2 separate regions of the Mus musculus genome follow, and region 2 is linked to region 1. Evidence: chromatin contacts called from public Hi-C data. All regions are on one chromosome and are shown on one strand. Each heading gives the region's core, a stretch centred on a gene start, on an enhancer-like site or on the middle of the called end of the contact. The rest is flanking DNA. Distances are from core to core; before and after follow the strand shown. Region 1 overlaps Camk1d (calcium/calmodulin-dependent protein kinase ID). Region 2 overlaps Camk1d (calcium/calmodulin-dependent protein kinase ID).

Evidence for each region. Hi-C and Micro-C count contacts between places; a contact is called where the count stands out from the background.
Region 2: a contact with region 1 is called in a Hi-C map of rod photoreceptor, with 2.5 times the contacts expected there. The contact joins two enhancer-like sites. A contact is called at or near these places in 10 of 39 promoter capture datasets (3T3-L1-derived adipocytes, cranial neural crest, embryonic stem cells and 6 more), 1 of 15 datasets of contacts at CTCF or cohesin (large pre-B cells), 14 of 484 Hi-C or Micro-C datasets (the BV-2 cell line, CD8 T cells, the CH12 cell line and 8 more), 21 of 115 datasets of contacts at active chromatin or transcription factors (the 230-238 cell line, astrocytes, bone marrow-derived dendritic cells and 15 more) and 2 of 9 other capture datasets (adipose tissue and macrophages).

What each region holds. Positions count from the first base shown.
Region 1 is chr2:5,434,433-5,440,148 of GRCm38.p6, forward strand. The region is part of intron 3 of Camk1d (calcium/calmodulin-dependent protein kinase ID); the gene reads right to left. Among named protein-coding and RNA genes, the nearest start is that of Gm36853, 45 kb to the right of the region's middle. Within about 2 kb of position 1,404, at least 20 of the 459 cell types and tissues checked have an H3K27ac peak or open chromatin away from gene starts, as enhancers often do. A contact at or near this core is called in bone marrow-derived macrophages and rod photoreceptor, where this site is marked.
Region 2 is chr2:5,705,339-5,711,644 of GRCm38.p6, forward strand. All of the region lies in intron 1 of Camk1d (calcium/calmodulin-dependent protein kinase ID), which reads right to left. Among named protein-coding and RNA genes, the nearest start is that of Camk1d, 6.3 kb to the right of the region's middle. Within about 2 kb of position 1,418, at least 43 of the 459 cell types and tissues checked have an H3K27ac peak or open chromatin away from gene starts, as enhancers often do. A contact at or near this core is called in bone marrow-derived macrophages and rod photoreceptor, where this site is marked.

The sequences.
Region 1 (5,716 bases), core at 154-2,653:
GCCCCCGCCCCTGCCCCTGCCCCAGCAGCCCTACAGAGATGGCACCTCAGCAAAAGCCAGGAAGGACTTCCCCCCCTAACCCATGGACCTGGTACAGGAAAAGGGAGGTGTGTGTGAAAAAGCCACCAATTCCTGAGTTTCCCACAAAAACCTACCAATCCCTGAGTAGAAACCGACCAATCCTTAAACAGGAAAATCCACCAATCCCTGAGCTCCCCAAATTCAGGACTTGAAATCTCACCAATCCCCACTGTGGAAATCTCTGCCCTGAGAAGCTCCGCCTCCTCAGAAATCCTATATAAGCACCGCCCCTTTGTCTAGTCCCCTGCTTCCCACTCTTGGGAGCATAGGGCAGCTATCCCTGGATTCATCCCTCCACACACTGGACCCTCCAATAAATATTTTTCATGAGATTTCCTGTCTGGTATGACTCTCTCATTAGAAGAAGCCAAGCAAAATAAAAAAAGAAATAATGAAGAGATGAGACGAGACAAGGCGAGCAGAGCAGAGCAGAGCAGAGCTGAGGCTCCTCAGCACCTTAGCTCAGCTGGAGATACCCTCCCCTGGGAGCTGCAATGCCTCTGCTGAGGAAGCTTCCTCCAGAGCTATGAGGTCTCTGAGCTCCTGTGTCTCAGGATGCCCTTCCACTGGGACACTGTCTCACCTCAGAGCTGTGTGGATTCTGGGTCCCTGAGTCTCTGGATGCCCTTCCACTGGCAGACCCTCTCGTGGGAGCTGCAACACCTCTGCTGAGGAGGCTTCCTCTCAGAGCTATGTAGTTCCTGAGCTCCTGTGTCTCAGGATGCCCTTCCCTTGGGTCACTGTCTCACCTCAGAGCTGTGTGGGCCCTGGGTTCCTGAGTCTCTGGATGCCCTTCCACTGGAATACTTTCTCCCCTCAAAACTGTATGGTTTCTGGGTGTCTGAGTCCATCTGAACAGAAACACTTACATGACTCCCATCTAATAATACCAGGCATGTGATAGGGGCTCAAAAAATACTTCTTGAGTGAGTGAATGAATGAATGAATGAATGAGATGATGCATAATGATAAGTGCAGATGAAGGTTGTAGAATTTCAGGAAAGAGATGACTTCTCTAAGACGAGCTCTCTGGGATCACAGTCTACAGGAGTGATTACAGCACACAATAATTATAGGGAATGCCTAACGGAGTAGACAGCTTCCGTGAAGGGTGACAAGGTAGCCAGATGGAGGTGCTGGGGTGCAGAAGAGGGCTGTGTGATAGAAGAAGAGCACTAAGAAGCCCCTGTGGTGCTGTGGCAGATCCAGAGAGCTGTGGTACTCAGCAGGAAGAAGAGGGTTTACAAGAAGCCAGAGCTGAGCGTTTTCGAAACAGGAATGCTGAGAGGAGACACCCTCAGTAGGAACTCAAACGCGGAATCTGTGCGCGGCATGAGCACACTGGCTGGGTCAGAGCAGAGCCTGCTCTTTGGATTAAGCCCTCACAAGAAGTGTCAGTCCTGGAGCAGCTCAAACCAGAATGTTTAATCTAATAAGCTCTGAAATGTATGACCATGTGGGTGCTCTGGGTACGAGCTCCAAGTTTTCAGTCTGCCAGGGACCTGGAAACGACAAAGTCAGCCTTGGCTCCTTCCATATTTCTGCATCTTTCCATGTCTGAGCCTGCTGACTCTCAGTTACGACACGAATGCTTCAGGGAAACAGATTGCCTGTGCAATTGGGAAGTGAATAAACGAGTGATGTGAAGCTTTACACACCACGCCCATGGATACTTCGCCCATTTCTTCTCCTTATGCACTTCTATGGCTTCTCAAAATAGAGACCTAGCGGTCAGATGTTGCTTTTAGGAAGTCCATGGTGGTTTCTATCTGCAGTGGGGGGGGGGGGGGGGGTTACAGCTTGGTGGTACAGCATTTGCTTAACACAAAGCCATCGTAGTCCTCAGAAAACCACTCTTCAAAAGAGTTAAGCCATTTTAAAACTGCACAATTTAAGATATCATTAATTTGTAGTTAAAGGTATTTGTCACATAGACTGGGTTAAATAGGGTATTTATAAAAGTACTATAAAATATATTCAAAGTAGAAAAAAATATCTTTACAGCATGATGACAGGAAACTAAAAGCTGCTACAAGAGACAAATTAACCAATGGTAGTGTATCTCCCAAAGGGAAGCACAAAAATTAAATAAATGAGCTAGGGGTAATGTTGGATTCTGAAATATGTGAAGCAAGCACCAGTGGGAACCCAACAGAGAAACGGCTCAGCAGCAGCAGGAGACTTTGACAATGGCTTTTCAGTAGAAGATGGGACAATACAACAGAATATCACAAAAGCAATGCAGAACCTCCCACTGCAGACCAACAGGACCTGGCAGACAGACGAGTTCCAGCCAGCAACAGCAGAAGCACTTTTCTCTCTCAAGGAGAACCAGGATATTCTCCAGGGTAAGCCATAGGCTTACAAAGCAAGGCTTAGTACATTGTTAAAGGACTGACATCCTGCACAGTATCTGTTTCCCTCACAAGGGACAGGAACCAGAAACCAACAGAAGGAAAACTAGAAAATTCAAAAATATAGAAACCAAGCAGAACACTCTCAAACAACCGGAGGGCCATGGAAGAAATAACAAGAAAAACTGAGAGACAAATTTAAATGAAAGCATAGCTACCAAAGTGTATGGCTTGGAGCAAAAACCATGTAAGATGTTGGGGCTGGAGAGGTGGCTCAGTGTCTGAAAGTACTTGCTGCTCTGGCGGGGGACCTAGGTTTGGTTTCCAGCAGCCACTTGGGTGGCTTACAGCTGCCTGTAATTCCAGGTCCAAGGATCCATTACTCTATTCTGGGGCCTCTAGAGGGCACTACATGGGCATAGCACATAATAGACAAACAGGTGCTCGTGCACACACACATACACACACAAATTAATATTAAAAAAATCCTTTAACGAGTATGTTTATACTGCCTAAAGTATAAAGCTGAGTGATGAGTTCCTATCTAGCAAGAATGAGGTCTTAAGTTCAGCTTTAAGCCCTTGGAAATAAAGACATTATAGCTATAAATTCTTGTACTAAAAAAGATAAAAGAGTTGAGTCTAATAACACTTGCTCAAGATTATATTGGACCACTATGGTTTTTGTCTTTGCAACCTTCTAAGCCTTTATATCCCAGTAGTATTTTCTCAATCCTGGGGAGTGATGGATGAGCAGCAGTAGCCTGAAGTGCCAAGTTGGTATCTGCTTGTAATTTCCTACAACTCCCCAACCCAGGCAAGCTGAAGCCCCAAAGGACCAAACTGCTCACAGACCAAGCCCTATAGACTGAGTCCCTCACAGGCTCAACCTCTTCCAGACTCAGCCTCACACAAGCTCCGCCACTCCCAGGATGTACTCTGTCCCTCACAGTCTCCTTAATAATGCTTCTGTTTGCACTAGATCTTCTGCCAGGAGCATAGGCACCTCTGTCAGCCCAGCCTAACTCGTTATCACCCTCCATGGGGGAGGCCTCCTCAGAGCACAGAGTACAATTCTGAAAGGAAGCAGTCATAGTAGGTCATTGCCCATCTACAAAAAGCTGCTAAAGAGGATTATCTATGTCTTATGCCATAAAACCTCCTAACTACTCACCTAATATTGAACAGAACTACAATCCTACAGAGTTCTTAATTAACTGTCTGTGGTGAATGAAGATAAGATTTCAGTAATTTATATGTAAATATATTAAGGTATTATATTCAGAAACACAATTTTCCTTCATTATTATGCTTGGCTACTTACACACTGAAGGCTTTCTATTGAGAGTGATAATGTGTTCTAATTAAAAATAGTTTTGAGAACATAGGGTATAAATTATGAATGCAATATCCCCATAAAAGCTAACATTGGTGACCCCACCCTGAAAACACCTACACAAGCCAGCACAGTAGATAAGACACATTTTCTCCTGGAAACTGCATATATGTTCATGTCCTCGGCTACATGGAAACCAAATGAATATTCTTCAAAGAGTATATGTTTAATTCTTAGGTTTTTCAATCTCAGCAGGTATCTGGTTATATTATATATATTTACTATCATGGGATGAAAGAAATGTTAAGATATTTGGATCTCACCTAGAAAACCCATGGTAAAGCCAATCATTGTACTGACAGAAACCACTCATAGTCATCATTCTTTACAAATTACACAAGGAAACATGGCAGAGTAATTGTGAATAAAATAAGATTATTCAGGCAAATTCCTATGATAGTATTAAATAATCTTTCTCTTATGCTTTAAAAATATTTATTGAATGAACTATTCCCTTTTTTTCCTTCAAATACATCACCAGAACATTATACTGCACTGGTCAAGAGTACATAGTGGGTTACTTGCTGCCTTAATCAAATGTTTCGATCTCTCTGGCCAGTTTCTCCATGTAAAGTTGTAATATACAACTTCTCAAGTTTGTTGTAAAGATTAAGTAAGAAAGCCAGTTGTATTTATGAATCACCATTCCTTTTCTATATGATTTAAGTTGAACAAAGATTTATTTTTAATGATTTCTTTCCCTTTAACTATGTGCTAGTATGTATGCAGGGGTAATGCACATGGGTACAGGTACCTCCAGAGGACAGAAGAGGGAGTCAAGAGCCCCTGAAGCTGGAGTTAAAGGCATTTGTGAGCTGCCCAATATGGGTGCTGTGAACAGAACTCAGATCCTCTGGTAGAACAAGAGTGTTCTTAACCACTGAGCAATCTGTCCAGCCTCTGAACAGATATTTACAAAGTAGAAGACTTGTACAATCTGAAGAGAAAGCTGAGTACAGAACAAATATCTATTAAGTGTTCCACACAGTGTGCAATTACCACTCTCATGGAGTACAAAGAAAAGAGTAACCTTTCTGAGGATGTCAAGTGCTATAGAGAGAAATGATGCTGAAGGAAGAGACAGGACATAAACTTGGCTACTGTAGGAGTTAAGGAAGGAAACTGAGGCTTTAAACAAGTGAGCTGGTGGAATACTTTTTTTAAAAAATGGCATCTAGCAGAAGTCCCAGCATCCCCTGCATTCCATGAGAACATCAAGCAATCTGAGGGTAGGTCAGTAAAATGGATCATCTGGTAAAAGACTTGCCACCAAGCCTGATAACCTGGTTGAAACCCTTGGCCCTACATGGTGGAAAAGAGAGCTAACTCCTGAAAGTTGTCCTCTAACCTTCACATGTAATGTGTGCACACAAGATGATGGATGGATGGGTGGACAGATAGATGATAGTAGATGATAGACAGATATAGATAGATAGATAGATAGATAGATAGATAGATAGATAGATAGATAGATGGATAATCTCTACTAGTGGTAAGCTCAGATCACTTGAGGAACAACAAAGAATCTGGTCTGGATGCAGCTGAATAAAAGCAAGAGAGAAGTGGGCTAAGAGGTCAGGGATGCTACAGTGGATCAGGGCTGATGCAGTTCTGTGTAAACTCTTTGTAAAGACAAAGACAAAGGACATTGATATAGGAAGTCCATGGAAGTCTTCAGCAAGAGTCTGGTTAGCACGCTAAGACAGCAGTGCAGTGCTAAGGTGGGAAAAGAAAGACAGTCCCTTGAGCCCAGTAAAGAGCGGTGATATTGGGTAGTTGGTGACATTGTGTGGGTAAGTTTGTTGGGTATGAAGATGAGTGTAGGATGACTGCAGATTTTGAATCCAAGAAATAGAAGAAAGAGAGCTGCCGGTTGCTAAGATGAG
Region 2 (6,306 bases), core at 168-2,667, 270 kb after region 1:
ACTGACCACAAACAGGCTACAGAAACAGTCAAGAGGGACAACACCCAATTTGGAACCCAGCTCCAAAGCTTAGAACCCACATCCTAAGAAATTCAGAGCTTTTAAGATTTTCTCCAACTTCCTATCTGAAGACCCTCAACAAGGACAGCTTATAACAAAATTTTCCCTGTGCTTATATGATGTATATAAGTGCCCTGTACCATCTCGAACCACACTAAAATTAATGCAATACATAGATATGTTAAACTATGCAATGACCTGGGGACTAGCTCAGTGGCAGAACACTTGTCTATCATTTGGATTCCCATCCCTAGTAATGTCAGAGGTTCTATTTGTGTCTGTGTGTGATGTTAGTGTCAACTGCCAACTTGACAGAATCTAGAATCAAGTTGTCTCTGGGGAATTATCTTTACTGCATTAAGACCTGTCTACCATGGGTGGCGCCATTCCCTAGACTTCATAATTGGGGTGGGAAGACCTATCTACCATGGGTAGCACCATTCCCTAGACTTCATAGATGAGAATGGAAGCAAAATAGCAGCATGCATTTATTGTTCTCTGCTTCCAGTTATGGATGTGGTTGTGACCAGCTGTTTTGAGTGCCTGATGCTTTGACTACCCCCCCCCCCCCAATCATTGACTGTATGATGGAACTGAAGGGTAAAATGAACCCTTTCTCCATTGAGTTCATTTTGTCAGGATAATTTTTTTCTCATCAGCAGGAAAAGGAACTAAGATACACTGCATAGCTGCACGTGAATGTTTGTATGTGTGCAGGTGCACATATGCATGTGGGTGGATGTGAACATATGTGAACATGTGTGTGGAGGCCAAAAGACAACCTCAGTGTCATTCCTTAGGTACCATCCACCATATTTTTGAGACAGGGTCTCTCCCTGGCCTAGAAATCATCAAGTAAACTAGGCTAGCAGGCCAGAATGACCCAGGAATACACCAGTACCTTCCTCCCCAGTGCTGGGATTAAAGACACGTGTGGGATTACAAACCCAGAAATTTTTGGTGAGTTCTGGGGTTCTAACTAAGGTAGTTCCAAATGAGCTACCTCCTCCACCCCAAAGATTGTAAACTATGCAAGTCTGTGATGAAATGACATTTTTAGGTGAGTGACTTCAGTCATCAAATTAAAAATACTGTTCTCAGAGTTGCAGATACAGCTCGTGCACAAGATCTTAAGAGATTCCATTTGCAGTACCACAAAAAAAAAAGTTTTTATGTATGTATGCACATACACATATGCATTACTTGCAATAAGATACAAGGTGGAAACAAACAACTGCCCTAAAGGAACAGCATACTAATGCTGAGGAAACATGACAGCAGCATAAAGACTGCAGTGTGTCTCTAAGAAGCCTCTTGCACCAGCTGATGTAGACTGAGTTTTCAAACTCAGCTCAGGAAACAGGAAGAGAAGCAGAGAGGCAAATCTGGTTAGCCAGCCAGAGGAAGGGATGGTAACAAAGTAGGTCACCCCGCTCCCGCTCACGGGCTGGCCTGGAGAGGACTTTCAAGCTGAGTCTTTTGGTTAATGCTGGCACTATATGGTTTAATCACCTCCTGCTGGCAAAAACTGTGAATGGTCCAGGACAGTCTTCAGACCTACAAACAGCCTCTGAGGAGCAGGGGCTAATGACAGAGAGCTGCCGTTCACTGAGCTCAAACTCACACAGTGTTCTTGGTGGTTTTGCTCCACCCTTCACCTCATCTTCATTGCTACCCTCCTATTGGGTTGTTCACTGCCTGATTTTATGGAGGAGGCCAGAGGGCTCAGAATGGTCAAGAAAGACCAAAAACCACACAGCTAGGAAACAATGAAGCCTCCCAGGCAATCTCTAAACCATGTTTATAGCTGTACCTTGAAGAACAATTAGCAGGTGTTCTCCTCTGGCTGAATGAGAGAGTTTATCTGTGGCTGCTTAAATTAATTTTCTGAAAGGTTAAATACACATTCTGCGTATTTGCAACAAGAGCATCCAAAAATTAATTTCCAGCAGACACCAGCATGCTCTTCTCACTGGTCCTAGCCTTGATGAACCTTAGGTATATCACAGCTCCTGTTTATCCAATCCCAATTTTGTGGAATTGAATCCCCTATAACAATCCAAGAGGTGGTAACTTCTATCTCCACCTAAACCCAGAAGGATTAAGGAAACACCTAGTGTCTCTGAGCTACCAACAGCTGTGCTGATGTGAACTTCCTATTTCATTTTTATTGCCTCCCCTTCCCAGGTTCAGCAAATCATCTATCTTAAACACTTGTCCCCAAGACACAGTGTGAACCAAGAATAGAATCTGTAGGGCTGCAGAGATGGCTGGGAACGTGGAAGACCTGAGTTGGATGCCCAGAACCCACATTTAAAAGCCAGGTATGGTTCCCAAGGTTGGGGAAACAGAAAACCAGGTGGGTCCTAGGCCAGACAAACTAACCTTCCTAGTGAGTTCTAACCCAGTGGTGGCAAGCTCTGTCTCTTAAACCAGCTGGACAGACAACACCTGAAGACCTATATCCTTGCATGATCTCAGGCCTACACACACACACACACACACACACATACACACACACACACACACACACACACACACACAGGAGGTTTATTTTGGTCCCGGTGAAACACACATAGCACAGGGCTAAAGTTGTGGAATCAATGTGGTCTGCCACAGGATGAACTCGACCAACTAGGGCGTGCATTTGGAGGTTCTTCTTGCTAGGATTTGAGGCTGAATGGGGAACTTTGTATACACTGTATATACAGTGTATATACAGTGTATAATAAACTTTCTTTTAAAAATCAAATAGGATCTAGTCAAACCCAAAAGAAGAAATACTCTCCAGCACCATAGAAAGTCATAAGGGCATAACTGAAAAAAAAAAAAAAAGTGCTGGCATCCCTCCCAGAGTCCACACGTCCTCCTGCTTTAACTACATAAGCACTGAATTGGCCATACTGAGTCAGAAAAGAAACCTGGTCAGATGCCTATGCCATCGGTCTTTCATAGCCACCTCTCAGAAATCCCTTCCCTAATTAAAGGGACGTGTACACAGTGGCCTTTGGATTCCCTGCTGGTCCCTGCGGTCCAGTGACCTGACAGCCTCTGGCAAGATGACCAATAATATGACAATTCCCTACTGAGCTACCACCTAAGCCTTCAGAGAGGGGAGAGGAAGAAAAGAGGGAGGAGAGAGATTGGAGGGGGATTTAGGAGATTTATCTGGGGAAAGGAGAGATTAGAGGGATTTATGGAGACCCAACCAAAGGAAAGCCCAACAGGTTAACCCCTGAAGTCCTCTCCTGGGAGCACATGGACGTCCACCTGAGACCAAGTCCTCTCCTGGGAGCACACGGGCGTCCACCTGAGACCAGCCAAGCACAGCTACTGTGCACTCAGTGACCAGCTTAAACCGCAAAGTGAGGCTTGAGACCCTCATCAACCCCTTTGGGAAGAAGCCCAGAGTTCAGCACCCAGATCCCACTCAGCTAAAGCATAGGAACCAGAGCTCGGTACCACAGTTACCTCCCCATCCCGCTGAACTGGCTGCACTCCCCTGGGGCACGGTAGGGACATCCCAACTTTGGCTCTCAGGCCTGAAAGTCAGTTTTCATCACAGCAAAGCCAAGAATCTAGAACATAGCAGGCTTTCATCTCAAAGGCAACCTTAGAGATGTAAACCAAATCGATGTCATACCTCCAAACAAGCCTGAGAGCCAAGCCCCCGGAGAGGCAGGCCTCCTCCCTTGCTAGGCTTCCAGACGCTCTACACAGATGCTAAGGATCCGACTGACCTCAGATGCAGCAGTGTAACCAATGGTGCCACTATGCAAACCGAACCAAGTAGCTTTGCAAGGGAACCCCCCATCCTGTCCCCCAGGCCCCCCACTCCCACCAAAAGAAAAGAGAAACCTATGTCCCATCTAGGATTTCAGACAACTCACTTTTGGCCTCAGCAGGTATGTTCAGTGAGCAGTGTGTGGATAGGACAGGTGGGAAAGATGGTTCCTGGACCCATAGAAATATTCATTTATTCGCCTCCTAAAGCAGCACCCAGCGGGCACTTGATTAATGAAATAGATTCACTGCCACTCCCTCTATTCGAGATAAGCAGCTGGTCTGGGCTGTTTCATCCATGGCTTGAATGGTCATAAAAATATCCCTCCATAGCCATCGAACCTAATGGTGCATGCCATTAATCCCAGCACCTAGGAGGCAGAGGCAGTCAGATGTCTGTGAGTTCAAGGCCAGCCTGGTATACAACTCAAGTCCAGGACAGCCAAAGATCTTGCACAAAGAAAACCTGTCTTTCAAAGGAAAAAAAGTCCCTCCACAGGGTTGGGAAGATGGCACGGGGTTGATACAGAGCTTGATGCACAAGCATGAGGTGTTTGAGCCCCAGCACCCAGGGAAAAGCTGGGGTTTATGCTGCTTAGAACACCATGCTGTAGAGACAGACAGATATCTGGGCTCCCTGGCCAGCTAATCCAGCTAATGGGTAAACTCCAGGCCAAGGAAAAGCCAGGATCCAAGGTCTACTTCCAAATGCACTCACAACATGTGCTCACTCACCTGCACACACACACACACACACACACACACACACACACACTTAAATAGAAATGAGGTGCACCTGGTCACACAAGGCAAACTCCAAGGAGCAACAATTAGAAGCGCCTTCCAGATACAAGTGGACCACAAAATATTGGGTTGTCAGGGCATTTGAGAACCTCCCCTCTACCGCTCTCCAAATGGTAGACGTGAAGTTCCTGTTTTCTTCAGAAGGTGCTAAAGGGGATCTCTGTGGCTGGGGAAATAGTCCTGTCAGTAAAGTGTTTGTCTTGTAAACATGAGGGCCTGAGCCCAATTTCCAGAACCCATATTTTTCTAAAAAAATTAAATAATAAAAATCAAATGCTAGGCCTGGTAGCACGCATTTGTAAGGCAGCTAGAGAAGCAGAGGCAATACTCAGGCTGGTCCCGAGGGCCTGCTGCTCAGACAGCCTCGCCTGGTGAGTTCCAGGCCAATGGGAGAGCCTATCTCAATGGAGAGGGGGGTGGGCCCTGAGGAAAAACAGCCAAGATTGTTCTCTGGCCTACACACCTACATGTGATATACACACATGCATGCACCTGCACGCAGACACACATAAACAGACACACACACACACACCAGCAAAGATGCCTGTAACAGCCTGGCAAATGCGCCAACAGAAATGTTTACCATTCCTAATTTGCTGTTATACAACATTGATCTGCTCTCACTGTGTGCCAAGGATCTGAAAACATGTTGTTGATTAATAAACAGTAATTAAGCCTCACCACCTCAGTCAGAGATATGGCTAGGTTCTGGGGTCCCCCTTTGCAGAATACTAAAATGAAGCGCAGAGGGTGAAGGTGCCTTAGACATACCCACGTCTGCTCCTGACCCCCCTCAATTTCTCCTTCCATCCTCATGATCCAGTCATCTCTCCCTGGGCCCCTATTCAGCAAGGTCCCCCTAAGCACACAGACAAAATGGCTTGACCCTCTGCTTCTAACAGTAAACCTTCTAGCCTATAATGGATAAGATATTGGATAAGATTGCCAAATACAAAATTACAAAGCCTGGCAAGTGCATATTCCTCCAAGATTGTGTGTGTGTGTTTGTTTGTTTGTTTGTTTGTTTTCAAAAGCACCATTTTCTGGCGGGGATTTTTCTGCCTTAGGATCTTGAAGGTGTTTGGTGAAGGTGTGGGGGCCAGGATACTGGAGCTACCCAGATCTTTGGGCACAGAGTGCAGTTATTATTATCTACACCTCTACTAGACTTCATTACAAACCAGGGGAAAGTCCAGGTTTACAGCCCACCCAGAAGAACAGAAAGTGCATCTCATCTCATCTACAGTGAGGTTCAGACTGGAATCGCTAGACTTGGCCCAGGGTGAGCCAGACATTCTCAACTTGGGACCACTTCTAGCAAGGCCAGGGAAATAGTGCACTGTTAATAAGCCAAGAAATCTTTGCACATTTAGACAACAGGTTGTTCCTAATTGTGGCTTATGTGTACCCTTATTAAAATTGGCTTTCCATATGCTAAAATGCTTTTTAAATTATCTGTAGTCCTGACATATAACTCAGGCCTCACATGGTAGGCTAGGCAAGCACTTGGCTCCTCTCACGTTAAATGATCAGTTTTAGACTACACAGTGGCTCGGTGGCACTGAGGCTCAGGACGGCTGCTCATTCTGGAACTGGAAAGATGTCTGGGTCAGTCTACCACACGAGCATGAGGAACTGAATTTGTATTCCCATCACCCA